Linked DNA regions of Mus musculus: region 1 is linked to region 2. Evidence: chromatin contacts called from public HiChIP or PLAC-seq data. All regions are on one chromosome and are shown on one strand. The core of a region is the stretch at or near the end of the contact, and the rest is flanking DNA. Distances in the headings are between cores, read along the strand shown.

Region 1 (5,398 bases), core at 751-3,250, 260 kb before region 2:
TTAAAGACGTGCGCCACCACCGCCCGGCGCATGTTGTAATCCTAGCATTGGGAAGGTGGAACTGTCTGGTTAGCTGGACTAGCCCAGTTGGTGAGCCCCAGAGTTTGCTGAAAGACCCTGTCTGAAAAGGTTGACAACTCCAGAAGAATGATATCCAAGGTTGATCTTAGCACGCACACACACAGACACACATGTCACCATAGGGTGACACTGGTTGTTCAAAATGACATTACATTTCTTTTGTGCCTCAAGGTTCAGATGATATCTGGTGATGATATAAAGGGCCACAGCCACTAAGGCAGTTGGAACCTGAGTCTCCTCATCAGAGAGACTGGGGTATATGGCTGTCACTAAGGACCAGCATGGATGAGAACTCCTGGTCCTACTGTCTCTTATTCCTGAGAGATTTGTGGGGTGCTGGACACGGACCCAGGGCTACGTGCATACTAGGCAGGAATTCTACCAACCAAACTGCAACCCCAGCTCCTGGGTGGGGATTCTTTGGCAAGGAGAAGGGTTCCCAAGCCAGAACTTTGCTCTTTGCCAAGCACAGAGTCCCCTGTTTAGGCCCCTAAGCTCTGCAATGACCCAGGAAACCTTACTGAAGGTACAACTGGCCAAGTAGATATGGAAGGCAGGTCCTTTCACATTTCTGCATCCTAGGAAGGAAAGCGTGTCCACCACTGTCCAGAGCCGAGCAGGCCATGCTGCATACCTCTAGGCACAGCTGTCAGGGATCCATGAGGGACAGAGAATATTTCTCAGTTGGGGACCTCTGGGGTGAGTTCCATAGTATCTATGGCAAAATCAGAATTTTATGGGACTCTCTGAATCAGAGTTCTTTAGAGAAAACAATGATGAAAGCTGTCAGAGGTTCTAGAATTTTCTAGAGTCATTTATCACAAGGATTTACAAATCCTACCATTACAGAATCGTTTCAGTTTTGGGGGATGAGGATGGACCTCAGTTGATAAAGCCCTGGGCTCAATCCCTAGTACCACATGCACTGGGTGCAGTGGTGCACACCTGTCGTCCCAGCGCTCAGGAGGGGTGGGCAGAAATTCAGGGTTATCTTTGGCTACCTAGTGAGTTTGAGGCCAGCTGGGGTTGTATGAGACCCTGTCTTGGAGGGGAAAAAAGGAGGGCATTCATAAGATGGCTCAGTGGGTAAGATGCTTTCCATTAAACTTGAGTTCAATTTCTGGGACCCACAGTGTGGAAAGAAACAATTTCCACAAGTTGTCCTCTGATTTTGACACACATGCTGTCACACACACACACACACACACACACACACACACACACACACACACTCACACACACACACAATGCTGAGGGACACTCAGTGTTATATTTAGGAGTGAAAGGCTTTCATCAAGAAAGCTCTACCATGACAAGCTTGGGATCTGACTTCTCAGTGAAGCAGGAGGCCAGGACAGTTTACTACATAAACATCCACAGAAGTGCATCACAACCAACTTGGCCACATTCCTTCCTAAATCCTGAGTGTGAGCTGGGGGAAAAAGAGTGCTGGTAATTTCCTCTGAATTTGTCCAATATGGACCAAACTAAATCCATGAAATCCTCAGGGGATTTCAACGGCCTTCAAGTCACTGTTGTACCCGAACCCACCCCCTACCCGCGCGCGCGCGCGCGCGTGCGTGCGTGCGTGCGTGCGTGCGTGCGTGCGTGTGTGTGTGTGTGTGTGTGTGTGAGAGAGAGAGGGGGGGGGGAGAGACACTGGCTGAGTAGGGGTGGAGGAGGGAGAGGGAGAGAGTGTGTTTGGGATCTTGCAGCAGCAGCTACTGCTAAAGCTGCCCAGCTGTTCCCCTCCAAGCACATGTGTCCCCTCCTCAGCCTTCTGGCAAGCTGACAGGCTTTGCACTCGTTCCTCACTTAGCTTTGTTTGTGTTTTCAATGAATCAATGGAATACGGAGACTAATCAACATGTTTAGAAAAGTAGAGAAAAGAAAAAGGAACAGCTCACGCTGCTGGCTGCTCCTGGGAGCTGGGAGAAAAAGCGGGGCTGACTGTGAGCTCAGTGCAGGGAGGCAGTGCTGAGAGCCTGGAGCAATGGCTGTGGTCAGGGCAGGCATGCATGTAGGTAGTGTGGCCAGGGACCTCAGGACATAGAGAAAAGGACTGTCAGATACTTCTGAGACATTTCCAGTCTTTGAGATCAGTAGGAAGTGGCTGGAGCTTCTTGGTCCACATCTACACTCCTCCAAAACCCTCACTAAGTATCCATTGAATTTCACCCTAGCTTTTTCTGGGGACTGCTCTGTTTTGGCTACTCTATTCTGGTGCTCCAATCTCCCCAGTCCCCTTATTCAAAGGTTACCCAGGTCTTCCACCAGATGAAAGTGATGTCCCTTAACATGACTACTGGGACAGTGATGTTAGTGCCTTGTCTCTGCTGCTAAAATGGGATCCCTGATCCTGAAATCTGCCTCCAATAGACCCCAGCCTCAAACACAGAGCTTCATACTTACAAAACAATGAAGGGATCCAGTAAAGGCATGAATTTTAGCAGCATTGCTCCTGTCAACCTTTGGACTGCCATCAGAAAGCAAGTTCAGAGTTTGCAAGCAGGACACTATTCTCATTCTCTTTTTACTGTCATGCCAACTCTATGTGTAATGGCTATAACCTAGGGATAGCCTCAATGCAATACAAACTTTGGTATAACCACACCATAGGAATACTACCCAGGCAGGAAAATAAATGACTATTGCTACATATAAGGTCAGTGGATCTCAAGGACAATCTACCTAATAGAAGAAGCCAATTCTCAAAAGCCATTTCTTATCTGATTCTGCTTACACAACAGCCTCAGAGTGCAGTATGGCAAAGTGGGAGAGGCCACTGTTTGCTGTGGCTAGGAATAGTACACTTACTCCCAGACCCCAGATTTCCAGAGCAGTGGAGCTAGCAATAAACACAAGTGGCTAGTTACCTGAGCTCACACAGCCCTGCTGGAGGGGGTCCTGCAGAGACGCCACGGAGTGGAGGACTGTGGAAAAAAAAGACACTGTTACTCAGGAAACAGGGCTTGGAGCTTCCCAACTGCACAAAAGAAAAGGGAATAAGCAGGAGTCCAGGGGGGGAGGCTGCCTGTGCTCAAGCTGAGGGCCAGGATGCTGAGTTGGAATGAGGGTTGCACAAATAAATCTATAATGTGTCAGAGCCCTGGATTCGAGGTAGCAGAAGCCTCTGCCCATGACACTTTCTTCTGAAGTCACTCTGGCGAGATTTCCTTCTCAGTTCTCTAGTGCAAGTACTTGACCTTTATCTATATTTATATATAAACAGCATTTTCTTAATCAGTACCCAATTTTCTGCTGCTTATAAAATTAGCCAGGCTCATCCTCTTTACTCCTAAAATCTTAGGAGCCAGGTATGGGGGTACATGCCTGTCTTTTCATCACTTGGGAGGCTAAGGCAGGAGGATTGTGGGCTCAAGGTCAGCTTTGGCTACACAGTGAGTCTGAGGCTAGTCTGGGCTACATAGTGAGTTTGAGGTTAGTCTCAGAAATATAAAAAGACTCTATCTTACCACTCCCCTTACCCCAATAAAAACCAACAACAATAACAACACCATCCTCCCCCTGAATCCAAAAGCCAGCTCATGGATGGAGCTATCCCTGCCAGGCCTCTGCAGAGGGCGGCCAGCTATCCTCACCTGGCCCTTGCTGTTGCCCTTGCACTGGCAGAACACCTTGGCCCAGCTCTCCATTCAGCCAGAGCTGCATCCGGATGAAGGGTTCTCGGCCTTTCTGGGTCAGTTTGCTCCATGGTTTTGGCCTTGAAAGCATGTCGCTGACACTGCCCTGGGACAGGCCCAGTACCTGGAGAAGCAAAGGAAGAAAGGCAGCTGTCAGTTTCCAGAAATCAGCATGATGCTGCATGGTGCCCCAGAGATGTACGTGTGGCCCTGTGCGTAATGGAGGAGATGAAGCACATGGGAGGATTCTTTTCTTCTGAGCACAAAACCATAGCCTAGACAATTTGCAGAGATAAGCTTTTCCAGATTTCTGATAGGATAAAGTCCTAGGACAGGGCTCTGGACAAAAGAAATTATTATAATCACATCTTCTACTGGGAATGTGGCTTAGCAACTACCTAAAGTCCCCCAGTGAGGGGCTGGTATGTGGCTCAGTGGTAGAGGCCCTGCCTAGAATCCCCCAGTGAGGGGCTGGGGATATGCCTAACCTATGCAAGGACCTGGGTTTCATTCCCAGCATGATCAAAAACAAAAGAGAGAAAGTATAGTCTTAGCTCTTATTGGAAAGGGGTATGAAGGTGTTGGCTTTCTCCAGGGTCTTGGTCCTGCAGAAGCTGCAAGGTTGTCATCTTGAAAACTGAGGAACAAACATTGCAGAGCATCTTCCTTTTTGCTTGGGGTTATCAGAAGAGGCTGGGATACTGGAATCAGAGTGCACAGGAATTGGGATACTGGAGGGGCACAGAAAGCAGGCTCCTGTGCGGACACAGGGCTAAAGGGGCATTTGCAAAGGGTCACTCTCTCTGACTGTAGCCTGCTTACAGGTTGAGGAGAAGAAAGCTGGTGAGGACAGGGAGTCAGTGCGGGAGCAGCACTGGGCTGCAGACGACCGACCACTTGCATCCATACACTTAGGCTGCTGCCTCTCACATATGGCCATACATATGTATGGGCACAAACACCCCCCAGGGCGCAGATGTAGCCCAGAGATATTTAGGGGCCTCATCCCATCACTCTGCAAAGCTTTCCAGTTCCAGAATAAGCAGCACTCATGGGCCAAACAAATTCAACGTTATTAAGTCTGCTAAATTTAAGGTGGGAGCACAAAATGTCTATTTAAATGTTCACAAATTTTATTTTTACAATGCTAAACTAGAAATTCTCCAGGGACTTTCAATTCACATCCTCATGTCTACTCACCCCCATTACTTCTTGAAAAATTGGGGCAAAGAGGTCATAAACAGACCATTGAGTTCAAGGCTAACTAAGATGAGTCAGAAGGACTGGTGGGAAAGGATAGGTAATAGCTACTGCTCATCCACTTCCTGTGTCATCTCAGGAAGGGAGCGCTCCTCTTTATAGTCAGCAATTCATGGCTTAATCTCTAATGATATAGGTTATTATGTTTATTTTAGATTTTACAGGCATGGTAAATCCTGTTATCCTGAATCTGCCACCAGATAGGTCTAGAAGCTCATCCATAAATGATTACACTTTCACAAGCCAGGGAAAGATGATGTGAAGCTGTGAGCGGGTCTCTGGGGGCCTCACAGGGTCGAGAAAGGAAAAACTAGGAGCTAAACAGCAGCACACGCCCGTGACTATAGCATGTGGGAGGCACAGGTAGGATTCATGCTAGTGTGAAGCCAGCCTGGGCTATACAGGGAGTTTCA
Region 2 (5,419 bases), core at 839-3,338:
CACAACATCCACCTGGCAGAATCCTGGGGCTGTCCAGGCGCCGCGAACGCGGAGCTAGCACTAGCAGGGAGGACCCCGAGGGCGAGCAGCTGGTTCCGATGAGGGGTGGCAGGCAGAATAGCATCCTCTGGGCACGCAGGCAGCTCCGCCGCGGATTGGGAAGCCCCGATACCATCCCCTCGAGGCGACGAGGAACCACAATCAGTCTCCTTACAGTCCAGCGGGGCCCCCGGGGCTTTGCTTTCGAGAACCGGGCTGGAGAAGGCAGCTCGGAGCGGACCTGACGCGCGCTCCATAACTCCTGGGGCCCCTTTGCAGAGAGGACAGAACACACCCCTCGCGAAAAAGAGTGAGGGGCTGGAGTGATGCAAGCTATCGGTCACCGAGGGGGGAGCCCTGGAAGTCCCTGAGACACGCAGCTAAGTCTGGCTGCACCGATCGGTGACCCCGGAGGAAAAGCGCTCCGAGACCGGGTCACGCAGCGGCCTGCGCTCGGTGGAAAGTTGCAGCCTTTCTCCCGCACCTTTTCCCTTCTCCCGGGCCGATCCCGCACTCTGCGCGACCCACCGGTGTCCCCCCGCAAGCCAAGTTTTTCCCTTCCAAAGCTTCCCCCACAACCCCTTCCCGGGGAAGTCCCCGGGCGCAAAAAAGGGGGACAGATCCAGCTCCGCAGTCACTTTCACGCAGAAGACACACAAAAGAGCGCGGGGCTTGCGGGTTGGCCCCGGGACGTAAACAAACGGGGTGGGGGAGGGACCCGCCACACCGGGTAGCCGGTGCCCTGGCCGGGGCGACACCGGTTGACAATCCCTTACGGGAGTAGTGGAAAGAGGAATGGTGGCAGCTGGGCCCAAGGGGAACGATCAAGGAGCAGCCAGGAGCTCCAAGCCACCCGCCGTCTTCACGACAAGGGGCCACCCGCCAGCCTGGCCGTCGCCGCCACCGCCGCCAGCCGCCGGTGGCCGATCTGACCCTCCCCCGGAGCCGGCGGCACCACAGCGCCACCAGCTCCAGCTCCGCCGCGCCGGCGGGGCAGTGGCGGCGGCGGCGGCGGCGGTCCGCGACTCTCTCCTCCAGGAGACAGAGGAAAGAGAGAGAGAGAGAGAGACAGGCGCTTCACCCCCCACCAGCAACTCCCCACAAACTTTCCCCGGGAATACGACGGGGCTGAGCCGGGGGGAAGGAAGGACGTGACTGGCGCGAGGGGGACTAGCGTCCCGCAGCTCCCCTTCTTTGCAGCCCTGCCACCCCTCCAGAGCCACCCCGTGGCGCGTCCCCCTCTTTAGCGCGCGCGAGTTCCCACTGAGCCCCCGTGGGGGGGGGGGACCGCCGCTCCCCCCTCCTCTCCACCAGGGTCCCGCGACAACGACAGCGCGCGGGGTAGGCGGCGGCGGCGGAGAGGACGATGAGGATGATGATGGCGATGATGGTGGGGAGGAAGACACCCTCCGGGGTTGAAGGGGGCAGACACCGGGGGGCAAAGATGTTGGTGGCGGCTGGCGGCTCCGGCGCCATCTTGGGCTGATCGATGAATTGAACAAAGAGGATCAATTTCTGATCAAGCCGAGTGATCAATGAGAGCCGGGGAGCCCGAGGGACTCGCCGCCGACTCGGCCCCGCTCTTCTCCCGGCACCCCCCTCCTGCTTTCCCCCGTCGCCTCAGCACCCCCGCCAGGGCCCTGGCAGCCCGGAGTGTCACCCTCCTTCCTGAGGGAGGCCGCGACCGCCCGCAGCCCTCACCCCCCGGGCGCGAGGCCGAGCGCCGAGAAGCCTGACCTGCAGCTGCTGTAAATCAAAGCGCTTCCAATATTGAAACATCGATCCCACATTGGCCGCCATCTTGAGACATATTGAGACGGAGTGAGAGGCTGATAGAGAGGGGGCTGGAGTTCAGGAGCCGCCAGGAGGCAGCAGGCGGGCGGGCGCCAAAACCCGGCCTGGAGCCGGCCGCCGCCTCAGCCACCGCGGACGCGGACTCCTTCCTCCTCACGGCGCCGCCGCCGCTGCCGCCGCCGCCGCCGCCACCGCCTCAGCCATGGAGTCCGAAGCCTGAGGGAAACGCGGCGGCGGCGGCGGCGGCAGCCTTGACGCGCGCGCGCCGCGCTCTCTCTCCACAGCCCGAGCGCGGGCATCCGGGGCCCTCGCGACCCCTCACCCTTTTTCCCGCGCGCCCCGCCACAAGCCCCCCTCCCAGGCCGCGCTGCGACCCTACGGCGGCCCGGCCTCGAGGGGGCGCTGCGGGGTCTCCTCCGGACCCCGCAGCTCACCTAAAGGGCGCCCTCCCTCCCCAACACCCCCGCCCCCGGGAAGGTCGCGGTCGCCGGTGGCCAGCGCTTTAGGATAAGGTGCCCCTCGCTCTGCGCGCCTGAGGACAGTGGGCTGCGCTGCGGCAGCGGGGCGCGGGCGCTGCGCTCTTTCGCACGGTGCGCGCGGTGGAGCGAGCGGAGCCCACCTGCACAGCCGGCGGTCGGGACCCCACCGGCCAGCCCGCGCGCCGGGGCTGCGGGTGACCTCACTCCGCTCCCCTATGCGCTCCAGCTGGGGGACCTCCAGACCACAGCGGTCGTGAACAGTGTTTCATATTCAAGGAAGTGCAATTGTGTCGTGGTAAAGGGGGCGGAGGGGGTTGACCACCAAGCCTTGGAGCCTGCGGCTGCTGCCGCCGCGACTCCCATTCACGTCCTACACATTCCGTTGCAATCCCCAACTTGCACCGGGACACATCAGCGAGTGGCGACGGCCTCCCCACCCTTCAGAGCCGCTCCAGCGTCCGCCAGGACTGGGGCAAGTCTTGGAGCACAACTCTGTCCCAACCATGCTTCTGCGACACAACCCCAGAAACTTCCTCTGGGGTTCACACAACTCCGCGCCTCCGTCTTTGCAGGCAGAAAGTTTGAGAGCGTGCAGTGCACTTGAAACTGAGCGCTCGTTCCTAAGTTTTGAAGAAGAAAAAAAAAAAAAAACAAAAACGCTCACATTTAAACCGGGAGTGGGGGGAAGGAAGTTCTCTTTACATTTCCTTCTAGACCCAAAGCACGCGTTTCAGGATCGTCATCTTTAATGGATTTATTCACACCAGAGAGTTTGCGTTTACAGTAGGAACACAGTGTTTTCACTTTGCTGCACTTCGGTGAACGTGTAATTAGTTAAGACAAATCCCTAAATTCCTTAATCTTGAAAATTATATGTAAATAACGTCTGTATGGAACACCAAACATGACAGTAGAAAATAATTGCTCTCTGAGCCAAGTTTGAGGGCTTAGCGTTATTCGGTTGCGGTGAGATCGATATTTTTGGAGAACGAGGTTGGAAATGAAAGTCCCCCCGAGATTTAAAGAATACAAGTGTTCCCGGGTCTTGCAACTGCACCCAAAAGCCTCTGTGTCCATGCAGCGGTCGGGACCGGGCTGCACTCCCAAGTCGCAGCCTTTGAGGGGCAGAAGCCACCCGAAGCAGGTGCGTGGGAGCGCGCGGGCGTCAGGAGGCGCAGAGCCAACCTCAAGTCTGGATGCCGTGACGCGGCGCCAGGCGGGACACTGCGGACCTCGGGTGACCGCGAGCTGCAAGGGAGTCAGGCGCCGGAGCCGGAACGCGCGGGCGCCCGTGCTGCAGCTCCATTCGCACCGCCCAGTAGAGGGCAGCGGCTCCCCGACACTCGGGTCCTCAGGGTACCCCCCCCCCCCACACACACACACACACACACACACACCACTGCCCCAATGCTCGTGCCCACCCCAGCTCCTCGTACTTGGCCACACCCTGACCGAGATCCAGGCGGGAAGCAATTCCTTTGCCACCTAAAGCTTCCTAGAGCTTACCCGTTTCTCCCTATCTTGCATTTTAAAGGCCATCTACGTTTGTGCGGTGGCCAGCAAGAACGGCAAAATTTGACCTAAAGGTGGCTAGACAAAATGGGCAGGAGCATTAAAACAAGCAAATTTCCTCTCGTGGGGAACGATCGGAGAAATGGTATGGATTTACCACAGATGTTCTCAATCTAATTATGCTGTCGATCCCCTGGGTTTGAACTTTAAAAACTGAAATATATATGACCTGTGTAATAGTGGGGAAAGACATCTGGTTGGAATTCAGAGTTCTGAATCCATGGCAATATTTTAGATATAAGTTTGACGGGTATTAAATACAATTGTTCCGTTTCTAGTTATGTTTATACTTTTGCATGTTAACCTGGCTGACATTGGGAGGCCCAGAGCTTAAGCTTTATTTAAATAAATTTTAGATTTCTCCTAACAGAGTTTGGGGGTTGTACAGACTTTATTGCCCTCGGCCAGGAAGAGGGGAGAAAAAAAATTAAGATAACTTCTCTAGTGGAATAAAATGTTCTCATTTCAAAAGATAATTCACTAATCAACAATTATCTTGAGTGAATGAAATAATAATGCAAAGACTTGTGACAAGATTTTAAAGAACGCATTTAAGATGTTTAGAACAAGTATAGTCATAAACGAACAACTTAGAGATGGTGGGGTGGCTCAGTGGGTAAAGTGCTTGCTGTACAAGTGTGCTTGAGTTCCATTCTCAAAATCCACGTGGAGGAAGGGAAAAGAGACTCCATAGAATTGTCCTCTGATGTCTACCCCCTAGCTGGGACGTGTGTCCCACTGCACACACCAGGCACACACACACATCGTCATCATAATTAATAAATAAAATTTAATAAAGAGCAAATTATAAGCATTTCAAAGACTAGTTTTTTCTTGCAAGTTCATGCTCACCCAAAGTACTGTAAAACCTGGACGACCACTGGTGTCTGAATGTTGTGGATTTACAAAGTTACGAACTGCTTAAAATATTTTTTAAATGGAAGGGTTTAAAGACTTCTATCTCCATCGACACCCACAAAGACAACACATGAGTGATCACATCCTTCTAGAATCCACTGTGAGAACGGATGGCTCTGACGCAGGAAAAAAAGCTTCACATATAATTGATATGACTTTGAATGAAGCATAAGAAAAACAATCCAGAGGCATTCAGTCATTCTGTTTAATGTCTAGCTTCTCCCTTTAGGGGAAGAGCGCTCACAGTTCCCAATGCATGACTAATTGCCATCCCAAGCTTCCCAAAATAAGTCCCCTGTCATCCAACGAGAGAGCTGATCAAAACGATAGCCATTCCTAGTACCTTTATTTTTCAGCTTAGCACCAGAGAGGGAAACTGTGTAGGTGATGCAGGAGCCCAGAAATCCTCAGTTTCTTCCCCGTGGATCTTGTATTATTACCCAAAACAGTGAAATAAAATAGGGTTAGCTGACATGGTGGTGCACACCTGCCACCCCAGCGGGAGGCAAAGGCAGGAGGAGACTTTCATGGTCATGTATAGGGAATTCAAGGACAGCCTTGTTCTATGAGACCCAGCCTCAAAGACCAACAACAATGGCAAGTAATAACAGTAAAGG

Evidence for each region. HiChIP or PLAC-seq counts read pairs in DNA pulled down with a chosen protein or histone mark.
Region 1: a contact with region 2 is called in an H3K4me3 HiChIP or PLAC-seq map of embryonic basal ganglia, with 3 times the contacts expected there. The contact joins the enhancer-like site here to the promoter of Cux1 in region 2. A contact is called at or near these places in 8 of 39 promoter capture datasets (Sertoli cells, cranial neural crest, frontonasal cranial neural crest and 4 more), 2 of 15 datasets of contacts at CTCF or cohesin (the NIH/3T3 cell line and large pre-B cells), 3 of 484 Hi-C or Micro-C datasets (bone marrow-derived macrophages and cortical neurons), 25 of 115 datasets of contacts at active chromatin or transcription factors (the 230-238 cell line, the SCID.adh cell line, SST interneurons and 19 more) and 4 of 9 other capture datasets (adipose tissue, liver, macrophages and 1 more).

What each region holds. Positions count from the first base shown.
Region 1 is chr5:136,301,766-136,307,163 of GRCm38.p6, forward strand. Cux1 (cut-like homeobox 1) reads right to left here. Exons shown (of 23, transcript NM_001291234.1): 18 at 3,684-3,849; 19 at 2,958-3,014. Among named protein-coding and RNA genes, the nearest start is that of Gm30408, 59 kb to the left of the region's middle. Within about 2 kb of position 2,001, at least 23 of the 459 cell types and tissues checked have an H3K27ac peak or open chromatin away from gene starts, as enhancers often do. A contact at or near this core is called in cortical neurons, embryonic basal ganglia and neural stem cells, where this site is marked.
Region 2 is chr5:136,565,402-136,570,820 of GRCm38.p6, forward strand. Cux1 (cut-like homeobox 1) reads right to left here and starts at 2,089. Exons shown (of 23, transcript NM_001291234.1): 1 at 1,777-2,089. The coding sequence starts at 1,839.